Linked DNA regions of Zea mays: regions 1 and 3 are each linked to region 2. A link is a contact called in public Hi-C data. All regions are on one chromosome and are shown on one strand. Each heading gives the region's core, a stretch centred on a gene start, on an enhancer-like site or on the middle of the called end of the contact. The rest is flanking DNA. Distances are from core to core; before and after follow the strand shown.

Region 1 (2,861 bases), core at 264-2,763, 470 kb before region 2:
GTGTTGAGATTGATCTGTGCAGCGAAATCCCTTGGCTTGTACCCGATCACACTGAGAATGGAATGGTTGTACTGGTCGCGTGGGTGCAGCCGTGACACATAACCCAACTTCATCATGTCTGCGCCGGCAAGCAGCGCCTGGGCAGTCCAGCGTGCAAGCTTGTTGGCATTGTTCTTGAGCTCAGTGGCAAGCACAGCACCCCGCTGGGTCTCAAGCTTCTTCCTCCAGTCAACACCAGTGACCTTGGGATCGAACTCGTTGAGGGCGTTGAGTGTAAGGAACTGGCGCTCGCCGCGTAGATCAACGCTCACGGCATGAACCTCGCACCGAGCAACCAAGCTTGTCTCCTCATCAAGCTTCCAGCGGCGGTAGCGGTAAGCAACGGAAGCAGCTTCCTCCCCTTCAGTGGCAAACGGGTTAGGCTCGTCGAACGTGACCTTCTCACCATTGCGGAGCAGCACCTGCTGCGAGAAGTTCTGATTGACGTATGTGGCTTCAACCGCCAGCGAATGCGCGGAGTTGATGTCTTCCTTGGCCTCAGGGAGTGCCTCCTGGGCGGTTTCGTTGACGGTGAGAAGATCAAGCTGAGAGCCATCACGCTTGTCGAAGAACAACTTGTTGCCAACACGCTGAATTACGATATCCCAGGACTGGACGCTACGGGGCGCACACATGAGTGCGGCCAGGATGGTGTCATTGGCGAAGACCGTGGCCGTGTCATTCTCAGCAAGACGGCGGATGACGGGGTCGTCGGTAGTGGTGACCTTGAAGAAGTTCCGCGACTTGAAGCGCTCGAGGCGACGCTCGGCCCTGGGGGTGACGCGATCGTAGGTCCGGTCGTAGTACTCGACTGCGCCACAGACGAGGAGATCCTCGGGCTGGTCGGCGACGGCGAAGGAGAGCTTGGAGAAGGATGAGAAAGGGATCTGCTCCTTCACCGACCACTCGGGCTGGATGTCAACGGACGGTTTGGCAGACGACGAGGAGGGCCCGCCGCGGTTGAACTGGTGGTGCGTGCGGCGGTTCTGCTGCCAGTGGCGGTCGCGGCGGGCGCGCTCCTTCTCGGCCTCGCGACGCCGAGCCTCGACCTCTTCGTCGCGGCGCTGCGGGAGTTGGGGCCGCTGCTGGAAGCGCCAGCGAGGTCCAAACCGCGGGTGCCGCGGCGGCGGTTTGCCATCGACGAGGCGGAAGGACGAGTCGTCCGCGGACGCGAGCCCGATGGAGTCCTCGAGCCCCGCGAAATCGAAGACGGCGTCGCGAGCTGCGGCGAAAGCCCCGGGGCCCGGCGGGTTGCGCGTCCAGTCGGCGATGCGGCCCAGCTTGTCGGAGCGGGAGAAGGGAGCGAAGGGGACAGACGAGGAGCCACCACCGAGGGAAGGCGGCGCGGCGGCAACTTCAGGTGGACCCCACCCGTCGGGGTTGTAGGGGACGAGGCCCACGTCGAAGCCCATCTTGGGCGGCGGCGGCGGAGGAGGAGGAGGATGGGCGGTGGTGTTCAGAGGGCTTGGTCAGATCAGATTGGGTGTAGGAAAATGCTAGACGGCGGCGGTGGCGGCGCGAGGGTTCGGGAAGGAAGAACTAGGGTATGGTGTGCTGGATGGATGTAGATCGTGACTTCAGGCACGGGCCAAGGCAATCATACGCATTAAGCCCACTTAAGCCTACAGTGCCAGTTCGGCCCAGAAAGATTTCATCCATAATGATATACCATCAACCCAAGATCAACGATAAAAACTATAACACTGAATTTCAAATCCTAGAAAATTTGAAGTATAGTCATTATAAGGGGTTTTGACCGAATTAAAACCGTGTAACGAATTGTACATGTAGACTGATGTCTTACACAAGAGAGCAGAGAAAATCCTGCGCAGTATTGAAGACCTCAAACACGTTTATTATAGTTGTGCAGGTGAGCCGTGACGCCCGTGAGCAGTGAGGTGGCACAAGCACCTACAGCCGAATGCTTCCATCACGGACCGGATAGCTAGTGAGAAATGTTTAACAGATCAATGTGACATCATAACCTAAATTAACAGAAAGTGTACATCTCTCTCGTGCAGAAGCGAAGCTATAAGAAATTAGAGGGTAATGTGCTTCTCTTGTAGATATAATAGTGGTTTTTAATGTTTTTGTGGGTGTATCAACACTAGCTGTTTGATTCAGATTAAAGTCAGTTGTTTGGTCTGATGCAGCTGCAATCTATAGAGACAAAAACATTGTAGAAGCATTAGAAACCATTACGAATCAAAACCAAGTAAACAAGCCATCTTCAACCACCTTTGGAGGGGCTTCCTTTAGTTAGGGGGCATCGAAACACTTTTGCCTGTTTAATTCACGTTTTGCCTATTCCTCTACTACGGTTACTTTGTGTTTTCTTTTGACCCTAGTTTCATCATCTTTAGCGAAGTTTGCATAATATGGGTATAGGGAGAGAGAGAGAGTGCATATCGTCTCTCCGTGGAGCCGCAGGGTGTCTGTCTGTTGCCTCTCTGTTGGGCGCCAAGTCTTCCTAGACACCTCGGTGCGAAAGAAAAGTTAAAAAAATATTTACAATTGGGTTCGTACTTCTCGTTGGTGGGGTGGTAGACCATATTTCTACAATATTTTAGTGTAAAGTATAGTTTTAAATTTTTAAAAAATATTGTAGGGGAGGCCCGGGCGGACAGGGTCTGCGCTTCGGCTTCGCTCGCGCACGCACGGTGGCCGGATGCTGGCCGTGCTGGGCTGGTTATGTGGCCATGAACGGGCTAACATTTTATGGCGGGCTTCGTTAAGAGTCCGGACTGGGCCGACCAGTAGTCCAAAATAATTGAGGTCACATGACGTGGTCCAAGGATGAAGAGAGAGAGTTCCCTAAACTA
Region 2 (2,951 bases), core at 307-2,806:
TGGCGTGGTTGGAGCGAAGCCGGATCCGTCGCCCGATATCGGACGACCTTGTTGTTCCTGTCCACTTTGAAGTTGGCCAAGAACTTTGCTTTCGCCTCCTGGATCATCCGCTCCTTGTGCTCCTCGAACTGGAGCTGCTCGTCAGCCGGCAAGGTTTACCAAGTCGGCTCTATGATGTTGCTTGGAGAAATATCAGAGCTATCCCTTGAACCGGCCATTGAGGGCCGATTTGATGAGCTTAGATGTGTTTTCCCCAGCGGAGTCGCCAAAAAGTATGTTGACACCTTTTTGGAGGCGCCAATCACTTCAAAAGAACCGGCGGCGGTGCTCTCTGGTCAGGCGCGGACGGTCCGCGGCACAGGGCCGGACGGTCCGCGTACTGGCGCGAGACGGCGGTGCTCTCTGGTCAGGCGCGGACGGTCCGCGCACAGGGACCGGACGGTCCGCGGCCTGGTGCAGGAGCTCGGGTTCCCTGCCTGACGACCGGACGGTCCGCGCCCTAGGGCCGGACGGTCCGCGCGTGCGCAGGGGCGGCGGAAGTCGCCGGCGGCAGCCTGGATCTCGCTCCCGGGAGGGACCCCGTCGGGGAGGAGAGATCCTATGAGTTGTATAGGCTCGGGTAAACCGACCTAGACTCCTCTAATCGACGTAGAGTCGAAGAGAGGCGAAAAATTTGGAGATCGAGGGGCTAAACCTAAACTAGACTAGAACTACTCCTAGAATAAAATGCGAAATAGAAGTTGTTGATTCGATTGTTCATTATAAATCGGCCGTAGACCTCTCTATTTATAGAGGAGGGGGGTTGGACCCTTTACCGTCAAAACTCCGAGCAAATCCCGGGATTTTCGCCAACAAACGCAGCGAAAAACTCGGAACCCTAATCTGTTCTACACGTGCGCGGACCGTCCGGCCCACAGGTGCGGACCGTCCGGATCGCGGACCGTCCGGCCTTATGGCCGGACTGTCCGCACCTCAATTTGGTGCTCAACAGGCTCGTTGGGAAAAAGCGAAGGCGTGCCTGTTTCGCTTCGCTTCTTTGCGCGCTCCGATCAGACACGGTTTAAAAAAAACCCAAAAAATGCGCCGGTGTTCCTGCAGCGTTGAAATGAAAAACTACCATATATAGAAAAGTTTAGCTGAAGTTGTTCAGATAAACTAGCTGGTTACACTTTAGCTTCAGTGAATCCAAATAATAACAAGTAGGAATGGTCATAATTTCTCAGTTGCAGACTTGACGTTGGCATCGGCTTCAGAAATGTGATGCATGAGCATGAGGCAACCTGTCTGGGCGCGTTGCTGTGGGACGGCCCAATATGTTTCCGGCACCAACCACGGGATTAATTGGCTCCTTTCGGGAGCAAATTGTGACCAGTTAATTCCGGCCCATTCTAAACTGTACCTGTACATGCATACTTTTGTGCTTCTTCTCTGAAGGTCGCATTTTGATTTTCCGATTTTGGTGGCGTCGGGGGCGGAAGGAGAGGAGAGAGAAATGATGGAGAGCGCCTGAAAAAGGGGGGGGGGGGGGGGGGTCCATATCCGATATGGGCTTAACACACTTAGATGGGCCAGGCCCCGGGGCATGGGCCGAAGGCCTGAATCCGTCCCTGGCTGTACGGCTAGCGCCTTCACCCACCTCCCAATCAAATTCTTCTATAATCTCTACTCTCTATATCTATACTATACTTAAAGCACCAGTTTCAACGGTCGTCACGCGCCATTTTTTTTCAAATAACCCCCACGGCTATTTCAAATTAATCTGATGCACGTCTATAGACGTCAAACGACGTCCGACACGGCCTAGATGCACGTGGAACACAACTATGGTACAGGCACGTCATGCCGGCCTGCTAACTGTGTCGGGCCAACCCGTTAGCCCGTCGATCCATTTAATTAAATCAGCGTAACAACGCCCGACACGGGTAGATGCACGCGGGCCACAACTATGACACATGCATGTCATGCCGGCCTGCTAATTGTGTTGGGCCAGCCCTTTAGCCCGTCGATCCATTTAATTAAATCAGCGTAAAATGTTAAAAAACGGTGCAAGAGGTGGGGTTCGAACCCATGCCCTGATGGAAGAAGGGCGGGAGACACTAAGTGAAACTGTCTAAACAGTATAACATCACGCTAATATGTTTTTAATATTGAATATAAATTGTATATACGTATATACATTTTTTTGTAAAATAAAAAAATAATCGTGTTGGGCCGGGCCAGCACTACGGGCCGAGGCTACAGCCCAAGCACGGCACGACGTTCTTTGCTCTTGCAAGCAATAGTCGTTTCTGAGACCACATTGACGCAATTGACTACATGGTGTTTGAGGTTGCTGAATTAGATGGAGCAGCAATGATTTGTCACACTAACAGCAAAATGAAAGGTTATTTGTTGGTTTTAAACGTTAGTAATTGCTACGAATTAGCGTAATTTATATGGAGCACATCCAGTTTTTATTGATGCCGGACTTTAGCAATCACTCCATATTTTGATCTATCTTTTTTATAAGTTTGACTTCATGGGACTTATTTTATAAACTTGATCTCACAAACTTTCTCTTATTTGGTCTCTATATGATAGAGTTGTGTCATTTTATAATCTCTGTTCATTCAGTCAATCGTTGTGAACTCTCTTCTAATCGCTCACTTCATTGGTCGTATTGTACCAGGACATATTTGCATGGAGTAAACAATAACATCAGTTAGCCAAATCAAAAAATATATTATACAGAGAGCGGAGACAATCAATAAAAAATCTTGATTTTTTTTGATGGATAGTTTACGTAGGTATTGTTGTAAGCCGTCGCAACGCACAGGCAACCGACTAGTTATACTTAAAACACCAGTTTCAACGGTCGTCCTGCGTCATCTTTTTACAAAAAAGTTCCTACATTTCTTCTAAATCAACTCAGCATAAAATATTAAAAAGCAGAGCAGGATGTGGGGTTTGAA
Region 3 (2,700 bases), core at 142-2,641, 290 kb before region 2:
TTACTCATTTTGGTGTCATTTGTGTGGTGATGTGGAATACATGTTGATGTGCTGTTGCTTCAATTATCTCATTGCTGCATTTCTCTTTATTGGAACTTTCTGCAGACTTCAAAACAGGGAGGCTTCCCCAATACTCAGTCTACGCAACATGTTCCCAGTACAAGCATTTCGTCGGGTCTTCCTCTCCCACAACAATTGCCTGTATACTCTCAGCCAACTCTGCCCCTTGGGCCTTTTACCAGCCTGGTTGGCTATCCATATTTGCCTCAGAACTATTACCTACCTTCAGCGCCATTCCAGCAAGCGTACTCAAGTAATGGGCCTTTCCATCAATCTGCTGCTCCTGCCGTGCCTGGAGCTGGTATGAAGTATCCGATGCCACAATACAAGAGCAGCCCTCCTGCTTCGACCCTACCACAACCATCATCACTCTCTGGTTACGGAGGGTTCGGAAGTGCAAATAATATCCCTGGAAATTTCAGCCAAAATCAGGGTGCTCCCGCTGCACCTACAACTTTGGGATTTGATGAAGCTTTAGGCACACAATTCAAACACCCCAATCATTATGCAGCACTACAGCAGGTAATGATGACATAGTGCTCTGGTTCATCTTCTGGTGCCCTTGGTTGGATCTATAGCCTTCTTTAGTTGCATGAGGTTTTCGTGTTCCTATTTTTGTTTTGGAGGTTCATTTCATTCTGTCGTTTTTTTTGTTTCCATATCAGAGTGATAATTCAACGATGTGGCTTCATGGAGGCGCTGGTTCAAGAACAATTTCTGCAGTTCCGCCTGGTAACTTCTATGGTTTCCAGGGCCAGAGTCAGCATGGTGGCTTCCGCCAGGCACATCAGCCATCTCAGTACGGTGGTCTTGGGTATCCAAGCTTCTACCAGTCGCAGACCAGTCTGCCACAGGAGCACCCCCAGAACCCCACTGAGGGAAGCTTGAACAATCCCCAGGGGGTACCATCCCAGCCTTCACACCAGCTCTGGCAGCACATCTACTAAACCTTCTGTGCTCTCCTTGGAGATGCCTCTCTACGCTGCCAGCTTACCTGCAAGCGAGCAGACTAGCTGAGCCCAACAGCAATGAAGTGTGTTGTTTTTCTTTCTTTCTTTTTTTTCTCCAGCTGTGTGTTCTGGAACTAAATTAGGCTGTCGTGGTTTTTACTTGATAGTGAGTGGTGTTGCAGAGGTGCTATCTTGTAACGGTAAAGTCCTAACTCATCTAACAGATCTGCTTTTCATACCCTGTAATGTGCCGTTTTGTTCTTGATGCCTAGAAGCTTCTACGTGCTGCAGCTACTTTTGATATGCATGCATGCTTATGAAGTTGCAGCCCTGGTTTGCAGAATCGTACAGGATGAGAATGGGTACTGCTAGCCTGCTACAAATTTCCCATGGGCTTTGTTTGCTTGGAGAAGCATTGAAGAACCCAACAATATTGAAGTCACCAATCCGGTGGACTCAACTGCGATGTTCACATGCAATGCAAATGTTCATGCAAACCAGTGTATCAATTTATAAGCCTGCTATGTTGTTATCGAACCAGTTTTAACAAAACAGCCGCAGAGTGTCAGGCAGTTCCATGGAAATTGAGCTGTACCGTATGCATTGGAGTTAAATTCCAGGACGATTCTGGGAAAAACGGGACAGATGAAATCACTAGCGCGACACTCAGTCGGACAGATGATCTCAGTAGCGCTGATTCAGTGTTGGGTCTTTTTCTACTAGAAGAAAAGGTTAATCAGAGTTCAAAATGCCTGAAGATCAAGATAATAACGGGACATGATCGCACTAGCGTGTTCAATGAGCATCGCCCATCGAATCACTATTGATCAATTCTTAGAGGCTCTTCGCAAGGATTTAGAAGCGAAGAATGCTGCTAATGTGGTAGCTCCTCTAGCGGATTGTTCATTCAAACAACGATTAAGTATGATGGCTGAAGAATATAAGTCCACTAACATCGAAACCACTTATTGGAGCGACAATCACGTGTTGGGCTATCTGGCGTTATTGTGATGTTGTTTTTGAATGGAAAACTGTACAATCTCCTTTGCAGGTAATCTTTTCAGGTATCCACTAGAACCGAGCATGGTGCTAGCTACTTGGGGCTGTTTGGAGCAGGTGCTCAGGAAGATGACGATGGCAATCTAGTCCCCGGATTGATCTCAGCTAGGTGTCAGGAAGTTTTTAGCTTCTTTTTTCATTCGTGTGGGCTGTGTGTATGTTGACACAGAGGCCGGGAAAACATAGTCAACAAAAGTTGTAATCACTTGATGTAACTATCTTGATCTTAATTAAAATTTTCCCTTATAAAAAAACATCCAAACCTACAACTTCGAGGCTCCATCTATTTCTACATCCAAGGTAACTTCACATGTAAGCGAATCATCTAATGGGTTTACTTGGGAACAAGTCAATAAATTGTTGGACAAATGGTACTCTAGTTTGGTTAGTCTTAAGAAACATGTTAATGTTGCGTCCGTCATGCCTAGTTGTTTCTACGCCGATGTCGTAGGATCCTAAAACCAATTTTTTTTCCTAGGCCATGCCGATGAACTAACTGTTGGCGCTTTTTTGGGGCACCAATCACTCAACAAGAACCAGCGGCGGTGCTCTCTGGTCAGGCGCGGACGGTCCGCGGCACAGGGCCAGACGGTCCGCGACCTGGCGCGAGGCTAGGGTTCCCTCCCTGACG

The links. A called contact is a pair of places that touch in the nucleus more often than the background predicts.
Region 1: a contact with region 2 is called in a Hi-C map of ear, with 4 times the contacts expected there. The contact joins the promoter of LOC100273610 here to the enhancer-like site in region 2. A contact is called at or near these places in 2 of 25 Hi-C or Micro-C datasets (ear and tassel).
Region 3: a Hi-C map of tassel shows a contact between it and region 2, with 3 times the contacts expected there. The contact joins two enhancer-like sites. A contact is called at or near these places in 5 of 25 Hi-C or Micro-C datasets (ear, leaf, tassel and 1 more).

Annotation. Positions count from the first base shown.
Region 1 is chr3:216,739,049-216,741,909 of Zm-B73-REFERENCE-NAM-5.0, forward strand. It overlaps LOC100273610, which reads right to left and starts at 1,514. Exons shown (of 1, transcript NM_001148026.1): 1 at 1-1,514. The coding sequence starts at 1,451.
Region 2 is chr3:217,205,450-217,208,400 of Zm-B73-REFERENCE-NAM-5.0, forward strand. No RefSeq gene overlaps it. Among protein-coding and RNA genes, the nearest start is that of LOC103651394, 25 kb to the right of the region's middle. Within about 2 kb of position 1,557, at least 17 of the 20 cell types and tissues checked have an H3K27ac peak or open chromatin away from gene starts, as enhancers often do. A contact at or near this core is called in ear and tassel, where this site is marked.
Region 3 is chr3:216,912,395-216,915,094 of Zm-B73-REFERENCE-NAM-5.0, forward strand. LOC100191159 (GBF-interacting protein 1) reads left to right here. Exons shown (of 10, transcript NM_001358427.1): 9 at 106-582; 10 at 726-1,281. The coding sequence ends at 1,007. Among protein-coding and RNA genes, the nearest start is that of LOC100191159, 7.8 kb to the left of the region's middle. Within about 2 kb of position 1,392, at least 3 of the 20 cell types and tissues checked have an H3K27ac peak or open chromatin away from gene starts, as enhancers often do. A contact at or near this core is called in ear and tassel, where this site is marked.